Linked DNA regions of Rattus norvegicus: region 2 is linked to region 1. Evidence: chromatin contacts called from public Hi-C data. All regions are on one chromosome and are shown on one strand. Each heading gives the region's core, a stretch centred on a gene start, on an enhancer-like site or on the middle of the called end of the contact. The rest is flanking DNA. Distances are from core to core; before and after follow the strand shown. Region 1 holds the start of Tnc (tenascin C). Region 2 has its middle 110 kb from the start of Tnc.

Region 1 (5,374 bases), core at 1,976-4,475:
GTAAGCAAACATCCAAATTGCTTGAAGGATCCATCTGACCCCAGTCAGAATGGCTGTCCTCAAGGAAACAAAACCCAACAGTTGTTGGCAAGGGTGTTTTATGCTGCTGATGGGAATGTGAATTCAATTAATTCAATAACTATGAAAACCTGTCTGGGGAGGTGCAATAGATGGAAACTAAGGCTGACATTTGGTCCATGTGGTATTTAGCCTAAAATAGCAGAGTCAGCTTACTGCGGAGATTCTGGAATAGCCATGCTGATCATGGAACCATTCACAGTTCATCTCCATGTCATCAACAGAGAGGAGGAGGAGAAAGCTGTAGTGATACACAGAGGAATTTTATTCAGCCATAACGAAAAGTACAGCTATGCCATTTGCAGGAAAATGTATGGAACTGGAGATCACTGTGCTAAGTGAAATAAACTAAACTCACACAGGTAGACAAACACTGGATATTTCTCTTACATAATGCTAACTAGGAGAAAATAACAGTAAACAGAGGACTCTCGGGGATGGAGGGCAAGCGTCGAAAAGGCATTAGAAGACTGAATATCAAAATATATTATGCACATTATGGAAATAGCACAACAAACACATCACTCAGTATAATTACTAGATGTAGAAGTATAAATAGTCCAGGGGAACAGAACAGGGTCTAGTCTGAGCAGTCGTCCTCACTGCAAGGCCAAGGTATAGCTAGAATTATGATGTTTGGCAGCATTTTTGGAGAAAACTTTTTTTGTTGGTAGTGAAAGGGTTTCTTGCCCTTGTTTGTTCTTGTGGGTTTTGTATGGTGGGTTCTGTTTGTCTTTGAGAAAAGGTTTCAGTCTACAGCGCAGGCTGGCCTCAGACTCATGATGATCCTCACTCCAGGATTACAAAGGACTGAGCCTCCATAACCTGCTGAACATTCATTTTACAAGTAGATTGCAGTAAAGCAGAGACTGAACCATCAGCCAAGGAGATAGCATGGGCTAGACCTAGGGCATAAGTAGCACATATGTACCAGCAGATGTGCAGCATGGTCTTCATGTGCACCCCTCCCCATAACTGGAGCAGAGGCTGCCCCTGAATCTGTTTCTTGTCTGCGGATCCCATTCTTCTAGCTGGGCCACCTTGTCTGTTCTCAGTGGGGGAAAATTCACCTGCAGAGACTTGATGTGCCCAGGGTGGGTTGACACCCAGGGTCTGCCCACCCCTCTTTCCCAGAGGAAGGGAAGGGATGGGAGCTGTGGGAGGGATATTGGGAGGAGAGGGAGGCTGGATATTGGGATGAGAAGTGAATAAATAAATTAATGGGGAAAAAAAGATGTGTCTACAGTGTCGTGTGACACACTTCTATAACAGCTGATGGCTACATTCTTAAGTGTCAGGATCTCTGGCTGTTTCCCCTCTCAGGGCCGCCCATTTGGCTTTGCTTTCCAGTAATAGATTAAGCAGTTTGTGGTAGCTGTGAATTCATGATTGACTATAGAACACTAAGAATTGTTGGGGACCAGGGATCTCAGGTCCGGAACATTCTTAGAAGAAGCCCTATTAATCACACAGGCTTTTAGCAGACACTCTCAACTTATTTAAATGCCTTGTTCAGGTCTATATAATTAGTTACAAGTAAATTGATCATATATTGTGTATAAGCGTAGCTCATGGGACACAAGGAGTAAATAAGTGCCTGCCTAACACTTTATTTGCTCACTGAGAAGAGGTAACCTGGGTCTACTTAGCAAAGCCTAGAAGCATGGAAACACTCACTACTGGTAGAAAGGCAGGCTCGTGCCACTGAAATATGTTTTGGCTAACATGCAGAATGAAAAAAATTCCCAAAGCTACGAGCATCTGAATCAGCCCAAATGGTTTAAAAGTTCAAATGAGTCGTTTTATGACATGACTATTTATGGATGTTTTTGATGTCTGAAGGGTGTGGGGTGGGGTCACTTAAGCTGAGAATCTTAGAGTCCTGGAATCAGTGCTGCCGTAGGGAGAGCCTAATTTTGACTAGCTTTATTCTACCAGAGAAACTGAGACTAAATGTTATGATAACGGCTGAAGGATGGTATCAACCGTAGTGGAGAGTTGAAATTTCCGATACTGGTTGTTAATTAAAATATCATAAGTCTCTTCTAAATTACAGAACAGAGAGATGTATTTTCCACAGTCCAACAAAGCAGCTGTGCCTGTACTAGTGTGACAGTCTCACTCACTGTTTCTGATCACTAATGTGTCATGGAGCCATGAGGTCTTAATGCTTCCCAGACACAGACCCCTGATGGCTTTTAAACTGCTTCTCTAAATTGCAGGGTACAAGCACTGTCCCAAACAAGCCCAGAAGTACCACGAGTTTAGCCCCAGGTTCCCCGAGGATAATATAACATACTAACGGAGGACTTCAACCTCAAAGATGAAGTTGTTACGGCTTAAAATGTATTAGTGCTTCTCTAAAAGAAATAAAAAGTCACTCAGCACCTAGGTACACTGGGAGCGCAGGAGGTTCAGGAGCCACCAGACTTAGTAGACCCTACTAAGTGGAAGGCACTTAGCATATGGCATAAACAATGTCAAAAAGTGACTCCTGGGGGACATTGGGATCTGTAATGATTCCCCCAGGCAGCTGGGCACCCCGAAGAGCTCACTCTTCTAAGCTCCCAGTATGGTTCCCACCTGCTGAGAACTAATCTTGGGTTATCTCCAAACTAGCCAAGAGAAACCTGAACTGCCCTGGCTTTGCTCAACCCTCCTCGAGCTCCTCTTTCCAGGAACTGGGTTCAGCCCTCGGGCTTTCTCTGAGGTGCCACCCCGCAGCTGCTGCCCAGAGCCCAAGGAAGCCCAGGTCGTGTTTCCAGCTTGCTCAAGTCCAGGAGCATAGCCAGGATCCAGTTCCCTCTCATCCCTGCTCTCAAGGCTTCGGTTTCACAATTAGAATACGCGTTTGTGGAGCAATGCAAAAATCACACTTCACTAACAACTACTCTGCGGGGGCGGAGGGAGCTGAAATTCCTACTTTTTTTTTCTTCACTATAAATTGTATGCAAATGGTCCGTTAGCTGGCTGAGCGCCTGGAGTGAGTGCGTCTTTCATGAGCTAACCCTGTTCCGCTGGGAGGGCTGTGCCTTTAACTCACCAACTGAAAAAAAAAAAAAAGTGGGAAAGGATGTCTGGAGGCGAGGCGTCCCATTACAGAGGAAGGAGCTCCCTATATAAGCCAGCCAAAGCTGGCTGCTCCAGCCACAGCCTGCCTACTGTCACGCGTCTCTCCCGCGCGCTGAACACACACCCTAGCCTCTGGTGGGCACAGACAGTGGCTGGGGAGACGCTAGGGACTGCGCGCTTGGGAACTCGCCCAGGTACTTCTCTGAGCCGGTGCACCCAGAGACCTTGATTTCTCCGACCTGGAATAGGTGAGTCTGTTGATCCCATCTCCCAGGGTTTTTCTGGTGTGCTCCTGGCATTCCCGGTGCCCAGTACAGTGTGGGTTTGTAACTATAACACTTCTGTTTTATTTCCAAGCCGGGTAAAAGAGTGTTTCCCGGGTGTGATCTGATGTGCCCACCCTGGTATTCCCTACTTTGCTCTCCTGCAGTCTTGTATTTGGTATGGATCTGTCACTAGTTACCATTCAGAGGAACTTTAGGTAAAGTTTTTGTCTCTGCCTTTCTTTGGGGAAAAAGTCTTACTTTTCCTCTTAACCTTTGACCTAGTTGATTCTCACCTGTGGATTTTCCCCTTTATGAGTGTTAGGGAAGTAGCATTTTATAGCGGCATTTGCTCGCAATGGTGCGGTGGGACGAGTATTAAAGCAGGGAGAACACAACTGCACATCCACAGTCTTAGCACTTGACAGCTTTCGTTCCCCTCCCTCTCCATTTGATCCTCAGTGTCCATTCTGGGGAAAGACAAAAACTGGGATACTAGAGCGAGGGGATAAGCTCTGGGCACAGATGAACAACTCACAGGCTGTAAGATGAGACCCGTGGGCACGTCCCTGGGTTCTTGAAGCAGGGTGACAACCTCCTGATTCGCAGACCTCAGGTAGAGCATGGTTAGAAGGTTTGGAGGCACCTGAATCCCATATTGCTCCCAAATCGGGCTCCCTCCTCACACTTTATCCCAGAATCCCAGTAACATCTTCCCTAGCTGGGGGAAGCCACCTTCCCTGGTGAACTTCGGAAAGACCCCAGAGATTCCCCTATGCCATCTGTGTTACAGGGGGATTATGAGGTTGGGGTTTGACCCTAGAAGTGACTTAGGCATTCCCAGGAGTGCCACCACAACATAAATGTGCCAGGAAAATATGTAACCTCTGTGAACCTTAGGTTCCACTTCGCTAAAGAGGGGACAACAGCTCCCCTTATAGTGAAGAGCAAGTGAGGAACAAAAAGATCAAATTAGCAACTGGGCCATCTCTGTCATGGCCCAAAGCTGCCATCACTCTGGAAGTGAAAAGCACCACTTACCCAGTTTTGGAGTGTGTCTGCTTACCCTCCCCTTTTTATCTTGTCTGATCTCAGAGTGCCTGCTCTGCTAGCCTGGCATGTATTTTACAAGCAAGGGGTTGTGTTGGCACCATTAGGAGGAAAGGTGGCAGCCTGGGGCTTCATGTGAGTGTAGAGTTCTGACTCCAGAAGGTCCTCAGGCAATCACAGGCTCAGGTGCCTGGCTATGGACTGCTGTGTGGCTGACGGTTCTTTGGAATCCGATTCTTTGCATCAGAGGGTGAACTGGACTGGGAGCTCTCATTAAGAGTGAATGTCTCTTTCTTCTGTTTTTGTGAATCCCCTTTTCTTGGTTTTATAGAGCTTTCCCATATGTACCTTAGAAATGAAAACTGCCCCCCCACCACCACCTGGTCCTGAGATATAACAAAGCTCACCCAGGCTGGTGAGAAGTATGCTCGCTCTAAAGAAGCTGATGGAAAGCACTCCTGTCCTGTGAACCAAGCCTTTCGCAGGGCATGGGTGGCAGTATGCCTTGGCTTTGTACATTCCAAGAATGTGACCCTATCTGGGGAAAGAAGCTGGTGCAGGGTGCGAATATCCTCTGGGTTACTCAAATGGTGTGAGCAGGAGAAAGAGCACTGAAAAGGGTGTAGTCAAGCTCCGCAATCACCCACCCCTCCTTTGTTCAAAACACCCAGTTTCATGCTCTTGGCCTCTCTTTACCCTGTCTCAAGAGGTGACAAGATTTCCATCCATCAGCTTTGTCACTCCTACAAAGAGGGTTAGGAGTTAACCTCTCCTGGGTCTCTGTGGCATGCACCTCATATAGATATGACTGGCTCTTGACACATCGTAAGAGGTCAATAGACAGAGACATTTCTGTTTACCTTGTTACTAGATCACAGATACTTTCAAGGTTAGTGTTCTAAACAAATGTT
Region 2 (5,374 bases), core at 841-3,340, 110 kb before region 1:
TATATAACTGATTTAATGCTATACAAGAGAACAAATGCACCTGTAGATCTTACAGAACTAGAAATTCACTTGATAAAATTCTTAAGCAATTTACACTTCACTTTCAGTTACTGGTCCACAACTTAATCACCTACTTACTACCTGCTGTAAGGCTGTTTATAGTTGGTCTTGCAGACAGTCTCAATGAACTAAGTTATACATGAGGATAAGTTATTCATGGTCATACCCAATACTGTCAGATGCATTTTATTAATAAGGGAACTGAAGTCTAGAAAAAAATCAGAAGCCTAGCCGAGTTGAATCAAGACCAAGTCCATCATCTTTAATATCATCATTTCTATTATGATAACAAGATATAATCATCAATTCTTGTATATTATAGCAGGAGCAGCCATTCATTCATTCATTCATTCATCCATTCATCAAGCAAACATTTAACTAAGCCTGTTATGTACAAACATATTTTAAATCATACGTAGTTGTAGCCTATCAAGATGTCTCAGAGAAAAAAAGAAATTTGCTATGCAAACTTGACAAACTAATTTTGATCTCAGGAACCCACAGACATGTGGAAGGAGAGGACTGATTCCTGAGAGTTGTTTTCTGACCACCACACCTGCACTGTGCCAGTCATGCTCTCACATGCATATGTTTATATAACAATAATGTATAGTATTATTTTTAAAGACTCAGCTCTTATGACCAAAGCGCAAAGACTTCAATAAACAATCTATTCATTAAGAGGTAACCACTGGGCCATTTCACCTTCAGTTATTATGAGTAATGAGATGTGTGGACACCAGTGTGTGAACATGTATCTGCAAGCTTTTTGTATAGAAATGTGCTTCAATATGCTGTAATGTTTTCCCACTATAAACAGGACTGATGTATTGATACATTCTGTAGCATAAATGAATGTTGATGACATTGTAAATAAAAGTAGTCAGGTATAAAAAGGCATGCATTTCATCATTTTATTTGTAAAAAGTATCTATTAGAGGGACTGGGGAGATGGCTCAGTAAGTAAGAGTACCTATCACAGAAGCATGGGGACCTGAGTTCAGAGTGTGATCCACATATAATCTGCTTGGGGCCATACGTACAGGCAATTCCCCCTCTTGGCAGAGTAGAGAGACAGAAACATCTCTGAAGCTTGCTGGTCAGGCATTCTAGCTACAGAATACTAAGCACGGGAAAGAGACATTGTCTCTAAGAAACAGGGTAAAGACTGATAGAGCAGGACATCCAGTGTGCCCCCTTTAGCCTTGTCACTTTAATATACAGATATGTACAATAGCCCTCCCTTGATAACACTTACATGTGAACAACATGCAAAATCACATCCAGTTGTAGGTATAAATATAAGCATCCAGTTGCAGGTAAAAATCTATAGGGTGCAATGACTACAGACAGGACTATGGAAAGGCACAAATTTTCTTTCTGTGTGTTCTAAAAATAAACTGAATGGTGCTTGTACAACTGGGTGAATGAACCAAAAACCACTAGTCACATACTTCAAACATCCTAATTACATACTACAAAACAAAGAATTTCATGCCATGCACACAAGAGGACATGCAGTATTAAGACTAACTCAAAAGAAGTGTGATGAATGGTTTGTGTGAGGGTGGAAAGGCTGCAGACGGCTGAAGGGAATATCCGTGCTACACCTATAACCCGCTTTATTGAAAGCATATTGTGTATTTTGCATTATGTCAAAAATTCTTTTGACATAATTTATTATTAGTTTATTTCAATTAACCATCAAATTTCATTTGACCATTAAGCAATTAGGGCCATTGGAACTTGCCATGTGCCATACCCTAAGTTATAGGGATTAGCTATAGAGCTCCTAATGGCAGTAAGATCGCTGCTTCAATAAAGCGTCCATTCTATTGAGTGGCAAGCCAAGAGTGTAATGGCAAAAAGAAATGAAAGCCACTCAGAGGGCACAGGTCACAGGCTGTGGGGAGTTTTATTTTTCCCCAAGATGGTTAAAGAAATAGTCACTAAGTGACTGTGGGTGGTAACCCAGAGCTTACAGGCTGGAGTTCTAAAGCTAAACAATGTGGTGATATAGAGGGTGATGTCATTAGATGCTAATTGAGACTTTATCCACCCTCTTGGTTACTGGCCGAGGTAGTGTGAGAGGATGCTGAGGAGTGAGTCACATCCTCATTCTCTCAGTTACAGCATGGTGTTCTATTATCTTCTACGTCTTCCCATGGCAGTACCCAGTTCCAAGACCTACCAAGTGTGGATGCATCAGACAAAGAAGCCTTTAACCAACAGAGATGGCAAAAGAAGCAATATCCTATAGCCAAGACTAGGAAACCCAGCTTGCAGATGAAGAAATGAATCCTTCAGATTTTTCCCAGAGTTAAGAGTGGGAACTGACCTCTGACCTGGACTCGAAGGCCCACCAACCTTCACAGACATTTACTTCACTCCATTCTTGACTGAACATAAAACCCCCAATCCAACCTGAATGTGTTCCTTGGTCTAAGGCTATTTCCTCTCCATAAGAGCACCAGGCAGTCTCCATGTTGCCATAGCAAACTACAGATCATAGAGCCACCCTGACAATGAGAATACTGTACCCTCTGACTAAATCCAGCTCACAATGTCTGATTAGCCCATGCGAAAAACAGCTCGGGCCCCCTGAAAATCAGTTGGCTGCCTTCCCAAGAAAGCTTTTTATTCATCTAATTTAACATTTTCTCCTACTATCAAAATGGGGGCAGTCTCAATGCTCTATTCCTGGCTGAGACTCCCTTGGAGGTTAGACTTCCCTAAGACTGTTCATTCTTTCTGCAACTCACTTTCCTGCCCATAGGGTCACAGCCTCTCTCACCCATTGAACCCTCCTCCTGTGGTTTAGAGACAAAGTGAAGGTGACCTGATTCTGATGATAGAGAAGCGACAGAGGGTATAAATAGTTCATTTAGGACATGGCTTAGAGGTAGAGCTGACAGGTTCTGTTCCTGGAGCAGATGAGAAAAGAGAGACAAATGAGTTCTCAGGGGAGAGTTGCCAAGTTCTGACAAGTGGAAGACCAGTGTGGGAGGGAGAGTCGAGCTTACGTGTATATGTACCCCCTAAAAAGTGTTTTATACAGACAGGTCAAGTGGAATAGATTACCTATTAGATACACAAGTACAATATGTAATGCACACTCTAAATGTCTGGGTTTCAGAATATCCTGTGACTAAAAGGAGCCCTTCTCAATCTTAGCACAATTAATTTTGCTGTACAATTCTTAGCAGTACCTTGCTGTTTCCCTACACCATGACATTTATCACCCTCCATGAATTAGATCCCAGCAGCAATGCCCCACTTACCTGGAGTCATGGTGACAACATGAAAATTTTCTTTTCAGACATGGCAGAGTATCTGGTGGTATAAATCACTCCCAGCCGAGAACTACTAACCTAGTGCTACCCAGAGTGGGACAGTTATAAGCTCATGGACTAGAATCTATCTATTTACCTATAGATACGTTTACTGCTGGAACACATACTCTTACACATTTATTCTTCACATGTGTACTGACTTGTAACTTACTTATTTCATCACAGAAGATCTGAGCATGCTGGTGCATGTACTATGAACGTGCATAGTAACATCTCATTTTAAAATGTCATACTATTCTATAGCATGAATCTCTTCAGTTCATCTACATCTGAGCCCTTAAGTTTGGTGATTTGTTTCCACAGTTGTTTTGTTTGCAATGAATTTCTTACAGCATAACTCTTTACTCCTTGTGCAGAGTATCCCTCAGGTAGTGAAAACTGGAATTGTTCAAATGCATAATGTTTGCTTCAGGAAGATAGTTTATTTAAATGATTTTTATGTGCACCCTCGCACCTGGGTTTCTTTGTGATCTGACCTAGCAGCAGCTACTTACCTTTTTCCCAAATATGAGTGGGCTTTGTGACTAACCTTGAGTCACAGAAAGCAGCACTGTTGAAAACTCAGCAACACAAGCAACCTTAGATGCCATCTTGCTCTCAAGGTGTCATAAGCTTGTCCCAAGGAACAGTATACATCAGAACTATGGAATAGCAAAGGCAGATTAAGTTTGCAGTAGACTGTTGAGTGGAGCACTAAGGGGATGAGTCAGGAGGAACGCAGGTTAAAATTGTCACCTTGGAACAAGCAAATCTTGAAGACTGGACATGAGATGCTATTTATAAATATCACCTGCTCATCAGAAACAAGAACTGTCAGGCCCAGCTTCTCTCAGCTGATTAATCCCCAAAGTCCTGGCCCTTGTCCTTGTGGGCATATGATAGAGCAGACTGTCAGATGCTGAACATCTGTAATGCACAGAAGCAAAGGAGGTCAAGGCTGTTGATTTATTTCCCCTGGGATGAGTCTAGTCTTTGCTAGCATAGCCATTTATAAAGGAAGAAGTCTGTTAGAAGGGTAGGATTTGTTTTTCAGAGCATAAAATGTATCTCAGATATTTGACTTAAGGGGACATTGAAGGGTTCTTTGGCAAGAGGGATACTGAAAACAGTTTTAGCTTCCAGTCAAATCAGAGTAGGGACCTAAAAGTCTTCAAACACCTTGGCAGTTTTCATTCTTCAAAATGGGAGGTTTCATTCTTTTCCATCCCTCCTGGTGTGCCAGGATGTGACATTTGACATCTGAAATTCTCTGCTGTGCTATTCAAGGATCTGTCTGATCTAATGTAAGCTGCAATTTCACTCGAGGAGGAGTGGCTGGTAAACCCCATTTGTTTTCTTCATGCTGGCTCTGTCCTCCACCCTCTCTTCCTTGCCCACCTTCTTTCTCTCCTTTTAGGATTGTTTTCAACATAAAAGAAGCATTATTTAAGAAGAACAATTATTCCAGTTAGTGATTTAGTCAATTTGAGAATGAATTTCAGTAAGACTGATTCATGGTCCAGTGCCAACTTCGTTGTACATAACACAAAATTAATGCTATGGTCCTCATCAAAAAGAAGTGCTTGAAATATGGGAGGTGGAGGGATCTATAGAGAGGCAAACAAAGGAAGGAAGGTAGGAATGGAGAGAGGGAGGAGTGGATGGACAGAATGATGATGGACGAAAAGAAAAAGGGAGGGAGATGTGGGAACAAGCAAAATATCCAATAACACAAATCAATAAACTATTATAGCCCTTCCATGGAATACTATGCCTTATGCCTATGCATATTTCTAAAACAAAGCAAACCTGAGAATTTCTAGTGCAGTGGTGAATTCCAATATCTCAAACACATAAGCATATCAAACAATCAAGTTTAAATGTGTATATAATCTCCCACATGTGAAAAACAGAAAGAAGATGCTCTCATGCTAAATTCATCTATTATGAAATATACAAACAGGCCCTCGAAGCATCATAGG

The links. Hi-C and Micro-C count contacts between places; a contact is called where the count stands out from the background.
Region 2: a contact with region 1 is called in a Hi-C map of Schwann cells, with 2.4 times the contacts expected there. The contact joins the enhancer-like site here to the promoter of Tnc in region 1. A contact is called at or near these places in 1 of 12 Hi-C or Micro-C datasets (Schwann cells) and 1 of 1 datasets of contacts at active chromatin or transcription factors (oligodendrocytes).

What each region holds. Positions count from the first base shown.
Region 1 is chr5:82,473,982-82,479,355 of GRCr8, reverse strand. Tnc (tenascin C) reads left to right here and starts at 3,225. Exons shown (of 26, transcript NM_053861.2): 1 at 3,225-3,398.
Region 2 is chr5:82,583,072-82,588,445 of GRCr8, reverse strand. No RefSeq gene overlaps it. Among named protein-coding and RNA genes, the nearest start is that of Tnc, 110 kb to the right of the region's middle. Within about 2 kb of position 2,090, at least 11 of the 93 cell types and tissues checked have an H3K27ac peak or open chromatin away from gene starts, as enhancers often do. A contact at or near this core is called in Schwann cells, where this site is marked.